Regions from separate parts of the Anas platyrhynchos genome. Here region 1 is linked to region 2. The links are chromatin contacts, called in public Hi-C maps. All regions are on one chromosome and are shown on one strand. The core of a region is the stretch at or near the end of the contact, and the rest is flanking DNA. Distances in the headings are between cores, read along the strand shown. Region 1 overlaps TANC1 (tetratricopeptide repeat, ankyrin repeat and coiled-coil containing 1). Region 2 has its middle 11 kb from the start of BAZ2B.

Region 1 (3,805 bases), core at 1,037-3,536, 270 kb before region 2:
AGGAGATCAGAGAATGTCATTTACCTATTACTAACAAGCTAGAGCAGTGAGAAGCAAACCAAAACCAACCAACCAAAAACCCTACAGCCACCTTCCCCTCCTCCACCCTCTTCTAGGCCCTCATCCTGAGCAGCACAGGGGAATGAGAGATGGGGTCTGCAGTCAGTCTATAACGCTTTATCTCCACTGCTCCTTCAGGGTCACTCTGCCCATGCTCTCCATGGCGTCCCTCCCACGGGATGCTGTCCTTCACAAACTGAGCCTGTGGTGGCTGCCTACGGGCAGCAGCTCCTCAAGCACTGCTCCCACACGGCTCCGTACCACGGGGTCCATCCCCCAGGAGCAAACTGCTCCAGCACGGGTCCCTCATGGGTGGGCAGCAGCTCCCCCCAGGCCCCCTGCTCCTGCGGGGGCTCCTCTCCACCGGCTGCAGCTCCGGCCCGGGGCCTGCTCCTGCGGGGACTCCACAGGCCGCAGCCTCCTCCAGGCCACATCCACCTGCTCCACCAGGGGCTCCTCCACCCATGGGGGGGCTGCAGCGTGGAGATCTGCTCCATGTGGGACCCATGGGTGCAGGGGGACAGCCTGCTCCACCAGGGGCCTCTCCCTGCACAGCCCGCAGGGGAACTGCTGCTGCCTGCCTGCAGCACCTCCTGCCCTCCTGCTGCACTCACCTTGGTGTCTGCAAGTCTGTTTCTCACTTCTCATTCCCCTAGCTGCTGTTGCACAGCATTTTGTTTTTGTTTTTCCCCTTTTATCAAATCTGCTCTCACAGAGGCGCAAAGAACATCGCTTATTGGCCTGGCTTTGGCCAGCGGCGGGTCCCTTTGGAGCCGTCTGAAACTGGCTCTTATCTGACGTGGGGCAGCTGCTGGCTTCTTCTCACAGAGGCCACTTCTGCAGCCCCTGCTACCAAAACCTTGCCATGTAAACCCAGTACAGAAGTGTACAGAGAATAAACTCTTCTGCTGAAGTGTTTTATAATTAAGAACACTTCCATTTCAGCCAAGTCAATCTTTTACTTAACTGTTGTATTCTGACAAGTGCTTTTCTGTAAGGTGCTTTATTTTCTCAAATTTATATATATTTTTTAAGGTGTCCTGCTTATAACAGTATTCTTAATAACAAGAACAAAACAGAAAATAAAAATTGTATTTTAAACTTTTAAAGAATAGACTTGACAGTTTTTCATCCTGTTTGTGCCATCAGCTCTGACATCTTTTTTGTTTGTGTTTGCATCATTGGTGATGCTATGATGAATCAGTTTTACCTTGTTTTAGGGAGTTTTATCTAGTTCTAGTCTGAATTTATTACTTTGCCTTTATTTAAATATGAACTACAGCTAAATTCAGAACATAAGGAACAAATACAGTTGGTTTGCTGGAATGGATCAAAGCCATGCAGGAAGCCTGCTTTTGCAAATGATGGAAGCATTTAACAAGAATGGCATGGTTTCAGGAAACAATTTATTCTGTAGAACTTCTTGATGGAAATAACATTGCTTAATATGGGGTTGTTTCTTGTCTGTAGACTTTAAAACACCTTAGAGAAGTGGGAGCGGCTGAAGACAACTGGCAATAAAAGCCATGAAAACAGATTTCAGTAAATGCTGCTAGCTACAAGGCCTTCAACATACATGTATTCCTAAATTTGATAATGTCACACCTTCTGTTTGAAGGCTTCTGGACTTCTCTGCAGGGATGAATTTCTTGAGTGAGGCTGAGTGTCTACCTCTTAGCACCTGACTCTAACATCTTGGGTGGTGCTTGGCAGAGCTGTTTGGGAATTTGGCAATGTGTAACTTTAGCTGTTCTGGAATGAATTATGGTATGTGTTGTTATTCATTGTACAGACTTAAGTCTGAATTGAGAGTACGTGACTTCTGACTTTTGTGTGAAGCCATGAAGCAGATTAAATGACAAAGGAAAAACATGTGGCTAATCTGGAAATCTACAATAAAAGGGAACCATAATGAAAGGTTTAACAAAATAAAATAACTGTTTAAAGCCTTTCTTCCTTCTGAGATGTACTCATTCAGTCTGTCCCTCTCCAAGCAGTATGCACAGATTTGCAAATAATTTTAAGCACAGTAACCTCTCCGTGCTATGCAAAATCCAACTGGTATACACACAAACATGTACATCTACTGAATTCCTCTTCAGCTGCATTGGTAGAGGAATGTGTTTCTGGAATGTAAAAATTCCTTGGCCTAATCAGTGTCGTCTGTGACACTGTTGAGCATAACTCCCAAAACAAGTTCACAGTAAGCAATCCTGTTTTGAAACCCTCACTGTCCTTGATGACCATGGTTTCAACATGCTGTTATTCCTTGTGTTCTCTTTCTGCATCTCATAGGCTGTCCTTCCTTCCTTAGCACGAGCAGGGCAGATGCTTGCAGCTGATCAGTTTAGGTGATCGGTTTAGGAGGAATGCAAATTTTTTTCATGCTTTTGAGCCATTTGTGCATTAAATCTTTTTTTAAGAGAGTAGGTGTGATGGGATTCTTTGCAGATACCCAGTATAGCATTCCTTAGAGCTTCCAGACCTAAAGCTTTGACTGCTTCTTGTCTTCCTCACCGTTAGCTGAATGGCTGCTGCTGTTCTGCGGAATACATTATTGAACCACGCTTGTACCTGGTAACTGTTTTCAGTCTTTCTCAGCTACTGTAAACTTTAAGGCACTTTGCTTTCTCTTTTCACTAGTTATCGTTTTCACTTTATTCAGTGAAACCATGCAGAGAACAATGATTCAACCTGATAGTGAACAGCCTTTTTCTTCTTGTCAAACCTGGCCATAGACCCCAGTCCTGGCCATTATTCCACTCTTACTGGATTTTAGTGGAAAACTTTTAGATAACTTTATTATTAACATACATTTCTGGCATTTCATTTGTAACAAATTACCAGTTTTTAGTTCACTCTTCAGATGAAGAGTCTATTAAAATTATGAAACCTGAGTATTTCTTACTCTCCAGCTTTCCTAGTTTGCTAAGTTGCTATACAGGTTTATCAATCACATCAAGCATAATGTAAGAAACCTCAATAGTTCAGTAGTATGAGTATACTACTTTTGCCACAAGAGGTAGCTATATGTCTACATCTTACTCAGGTTCTGCCAGCTAAGCTAGCCTCTGAAAACGCAGCTATTTTCTTAGAAGGAGGTATACTTAATGTGAAAAAAAAATGAAGTAGTTTCAAAGAAAAATAATAGATTAAGTACTGAAATCATCATTTGGTATTTCACACGGGACTCTAGCAATTGTAGAGATCCAAAGAGCATAGTCGTTACAAAACAGTTCCTTTTCCTTCCTACATTCTTGATGTTTATGGCAGTAGTCAATTAAACTGAAACATCAAACAGGGAATACAGGAAAGCACATACTACATTTATATTAGACACACTTGCATAGATAATCAGTATTTGCTGATTTTATAGGTGCTTTCATACTATGTATTTAAACTTGTTAATTTAGAAACAATTTATTCTTCCGTGAACCAGGCAACATTGGAAAATTGGATACAGCATTTCATATTTAACTGTTATGTAAAATGGGAGGAAGTTTCTGAAACTGATTTCACTTAATTATTTCAGAAGTTATTTTTATGTAAATGAATAACAAAGCTATTATAAAGTATTAGTTTTTATATAGTAGCCATCATTTTAGTTGCAAAATATACAGTTAAAGGCATACTGAAATAGAACAGTCACTAAAACGAATAGTGACCTTAAACTTTAATTCCAACCTACTTTTTTGCTCATAACCTTCTGGAATTCCTTCTAGTTTAATTTATTTTTTCCATATTT
Region 2 (3,415 bases), core at 703-3,202:
GTTTCTCTACTACAGTAGTAATTTTACAGATACTTAGCTATTTTCATTCTGAAGAGTCAAAATATGTTATAACTGCAATATAACAAGCCACAAGGCAAACTGTATATATGGATCTTGTCATTCAGTGCTAAGAATCCATTTCAGAAGTGGAAGTCAGCATCTGTTTGACAACACAGGACAACATGAGAGACCATTTAAAACAAAGAGAAATAGTTTTAACTCTGAAACTGCAGAAAGTAAGATACCCATATTTCCCAAATGAGTGCATAAGGAGTACGTGAGTATCGGTATTTTATATCGGTATTTTAATTCTTGCACATACAACCTAGAATATATAATTACAAATGCTGAGGACCTTGATTTTACATCCAAACTGAGAAACAAATAGCCTATCATCTGCAAAAGAACACTGCCTCCCGTTACAGTACAGGACGTTGATACAGAAGGTCCTCAGAGGAAAGAGTGCCATCTGCTGAATTGCTACCATACAGGAGCAATTTGTTTCCCGGGATAACTTGACTAAGAGAATTTTGCTCTTAGAAATTTGTAAATACTTGTTTCTTAACTATCTTTACACTGCTCTTCTATACAGATAAATTAGGATTCAGTCATTAAATAAATGATAACCTTTTGCTGAGACCAGTTTCTATCATAATGGGAAATATGCTCTCATTCTCTAGTGTCCTGTTTCCTGCCTGCCTACCTCATAAGGTATGGAGTTTAAGACCCTCTTTTTTGTTGTTCTTTATTAGAGCAGCAGCTATTTTAGAAAGATCCCATGGGTCATTACAGCTTATGTGTGTTTACTGACACAAATAATAACCAGAAACTCACTTCTCACTTCTTAATTCTTAGAAAGGGAAATAAATAGTAAACTGGCAGAAGAAAAACATATATTTGCAAGAAAGTTTGTCTAAGTAGGTTTTGCATGAGGCATTCATCAATGTATTTATCCTCATTAACATTCCAATATGCCATTAATTTTGAAATAACCTGTTGGATTTGAAAATCTGTATGTTCACAGTTACCTCTTCATCAAGTCATACAATCACAGAATGGTTTGGGTTGAAAGGGACCTTAAAGCCCACCCAGTTTCAACCCCCTGCCATGGGCAGGGACGCCTCCCACTAGACCAGGCTGCCCAAAGCCCCATCCAGCCTGCCCTGTTGTTTTCATCAGAAAAGTGATATAAATTCACACACACAAAAATCACAGAGAGGGAGAATCAGTGTCAGGGAAGGTCATGGCCTGTGAATATCCATTAGTGGAGTGACAGCAGCTAAGGAGGAGACGGCAAGGGGATGGGTGAGGTTGATTGGGTGGAAAAGACAATGAACTCATGTTTTGGTAGTCATGGCCCATTAGATGAGCTCCACTGCTCATGAAAGCAGCCTAAGTATAGAAAGGTAACACACTGACTAGTAAAAAGCTTATGGCCTGATCTTAGCCTTGCATCAGAACATCATTCGGTTTCACAAGTACATGTGCCCTTGAACAGGCCTCTGGCTAGGCAGGAGGAAAGGACTGTGCCAATGCTAAGTAGTACAGATCAGTCTGTGGTACCATTAAGCAACACCCTGAAGACGGCTGGAAGAGGACAGAAGCGAAATTACTGGAATTCAACTGTATATCAGCTGACCTGTCCTGAATATCCATGAATGTGCCATTCTCATAGCAAATGTGAGGTTAATGTGACCTACCTTGAAAAGGAAGAGGCTTAAATTAGGATACATTACCTAATACTTGTTATGGTCTAAGGCTGTGCCCTCTGTCAGAGTGCACGTGGCTCAGCATACAAGCAGGAGCTTGTTTAGCTCCAGGAACTCAGTCCTGTGGTGAAGCCCTGCCTCACTGCATTGCAAATCAGCCGCTCAGAATCATAGAATCGTTCAGGTTGGAAAAGACCTCTAAGATCATCTAGTCCAACCTTCAACCTAGCACTGACCTAGTACTGAGGCCAGTACTCCTAGCGTCTAGCCCACAGGCACAGGTGTCATCTTGAGAAACATTAAAAGGGTGCGTAGGTTGCATTGTTGAAGCAGCTGTTGGTATTGCTTCATGTAGTCACAGAACTCATTCATTCTTACTCCCTGCCACTGCAGCTCATGCTTTTGTATAGTTATACTACTGCTTACGTATGACAAGCAGTACGCGAGACAAGTATTATGAATCAATCGGTATTTAATTATAATATCTCTAGTAACAGTCTGTTGTTTCGATTCAGACATTCTTTGTTGAGCCAGTAAATTATACTGCATATTTGCATAGGTCCTTGTACCTTGCATTAGCATACATTACTTCAGAATCTCAGCAGAAACAAGCATGTATCTATACCTATACCTAAACACACCTTACTTAGCACACAATCCACTTCTATAGGCAATCATAAGATTTCTTGAAAACAAAACTGCATTCCTGTTTGGTGAATGCAGTTCAACACATCCATAGACACAGGATGATGGTGCCATTTTAATCACGTTTCCTATTCTTGACTCTGCATTTAGCAAATACTAGCTTGTATGATAGTCACTCATTTCCAGAAGGTTTTTAAGATTCCGTATTTAATCAGGGTGAAGAAGAGATGAAAAATCACATGCACGGAAGATGATGTTTAGCAGTACTCATAAACAAGCAGATCATTCACAGCTCCACAAACAAATGCATTCCAAGCAAAATTTTAAATGTGCTATGATTCTGGGGAATAAGTGAGATGCTAGTAGCCAGTAGCTTGACAAGTAAACTTGTAAAAATGTTTATGGCTTCTCTGGTTGAAAATTGAGTCTCTGGAGAAAAAGAGAAAGAAAGCTTTGCATTTATGTCTTCACTGTTTTTTGTTTGTTTACATTTATTTGTAGGTGGATACAGAGAAGGCCATAAAACATTGAGTCATGTCGTGTTTGCAGATTTTGTACAGTCTGAGGATTCTGTAACTTAATTTAGAGATAAGAATGCAAACTACAAAAGAAACAGGCATTATAATAAGTGCAATGAGTGTTTGAGAAGCATGTGGACTCTGACCTGATCACAGTGATAGTTAGTTCTCAAGTTTATACTTTAATCTTGTTTGCTTCCCACATAATGGAAAAATATTTCCTGAAGCAAGATAACTTTTGGAATTAGCTCATTGCAAACTCACATCTAGCTCTGAAGGAAATTTCACTAGCAAACCATCCTTACTCCGTTTGAGATCACTTTGATTCTCAAGGCTATTGAAAGCATCAGGCTCAAGTCCTTTTTCACTAATAAAATAAACAATCAGCAACTTTTTGGTTGGGGAGGGGTTACGTACGTAGAAAGACAACATTGAGGGGAAGAATACAAAAACCCTGCACAACCCTGAAAAGAGATGTGCTCGAAGGAAACAGATCGTGAGTTTTCATGCATCAAATTAATATTTTTCAGTATATATTAGTAA

Evidence for each region. A called contact is a pair of places that touch in the nucleus more often than the background predicts.
Region 1: a contact with region 2 is called in a Hi-C map of small yellow follicle, with 2.8 times the contacts expected there. The contact joins two enhancer-like sites. A contact is called at or near these places in 4 of 8 Hi-C or Micro-C datasets (skeletal muscle, small yellow follicle and subcutaneous adipose tissue).

What each region holds. Positions count from the first base shown.
Region 1 is chr7:881,927-885,731 of IASCAAS_PekinDuck_T2T, reverse strand. The region is part of intron 2 of TANC1 (tetratricopeptide repeat, ankyrin repeat and coiled-coil containing 1); the gene reads left to right. Among named protein-coding and RNA genes, the nearest start is that of TANC1, 12 kb to the left of the region's middle. Within about 2 kb of position 2,286, at least 4 of the 8 cell types and tissues checked have an H3K27ac peak or open chromatin away from gene starts, as enhancers often do.
Region 2 is chr7:614,653-618,067 of IASCAAS_PekinDuck_T2T, reverse strand. No RefSeq gene overlaps it. Among named protein-coding and RNA genes, the nearest start is that of BAZ2B, 11 kb to the left of the region's middle. Within about 2 kb of position 1,952, at least 1 of the 8 cell types and tissues checked has an H3K27ac peak or open chromatin away from gene starts, as enhancers often do.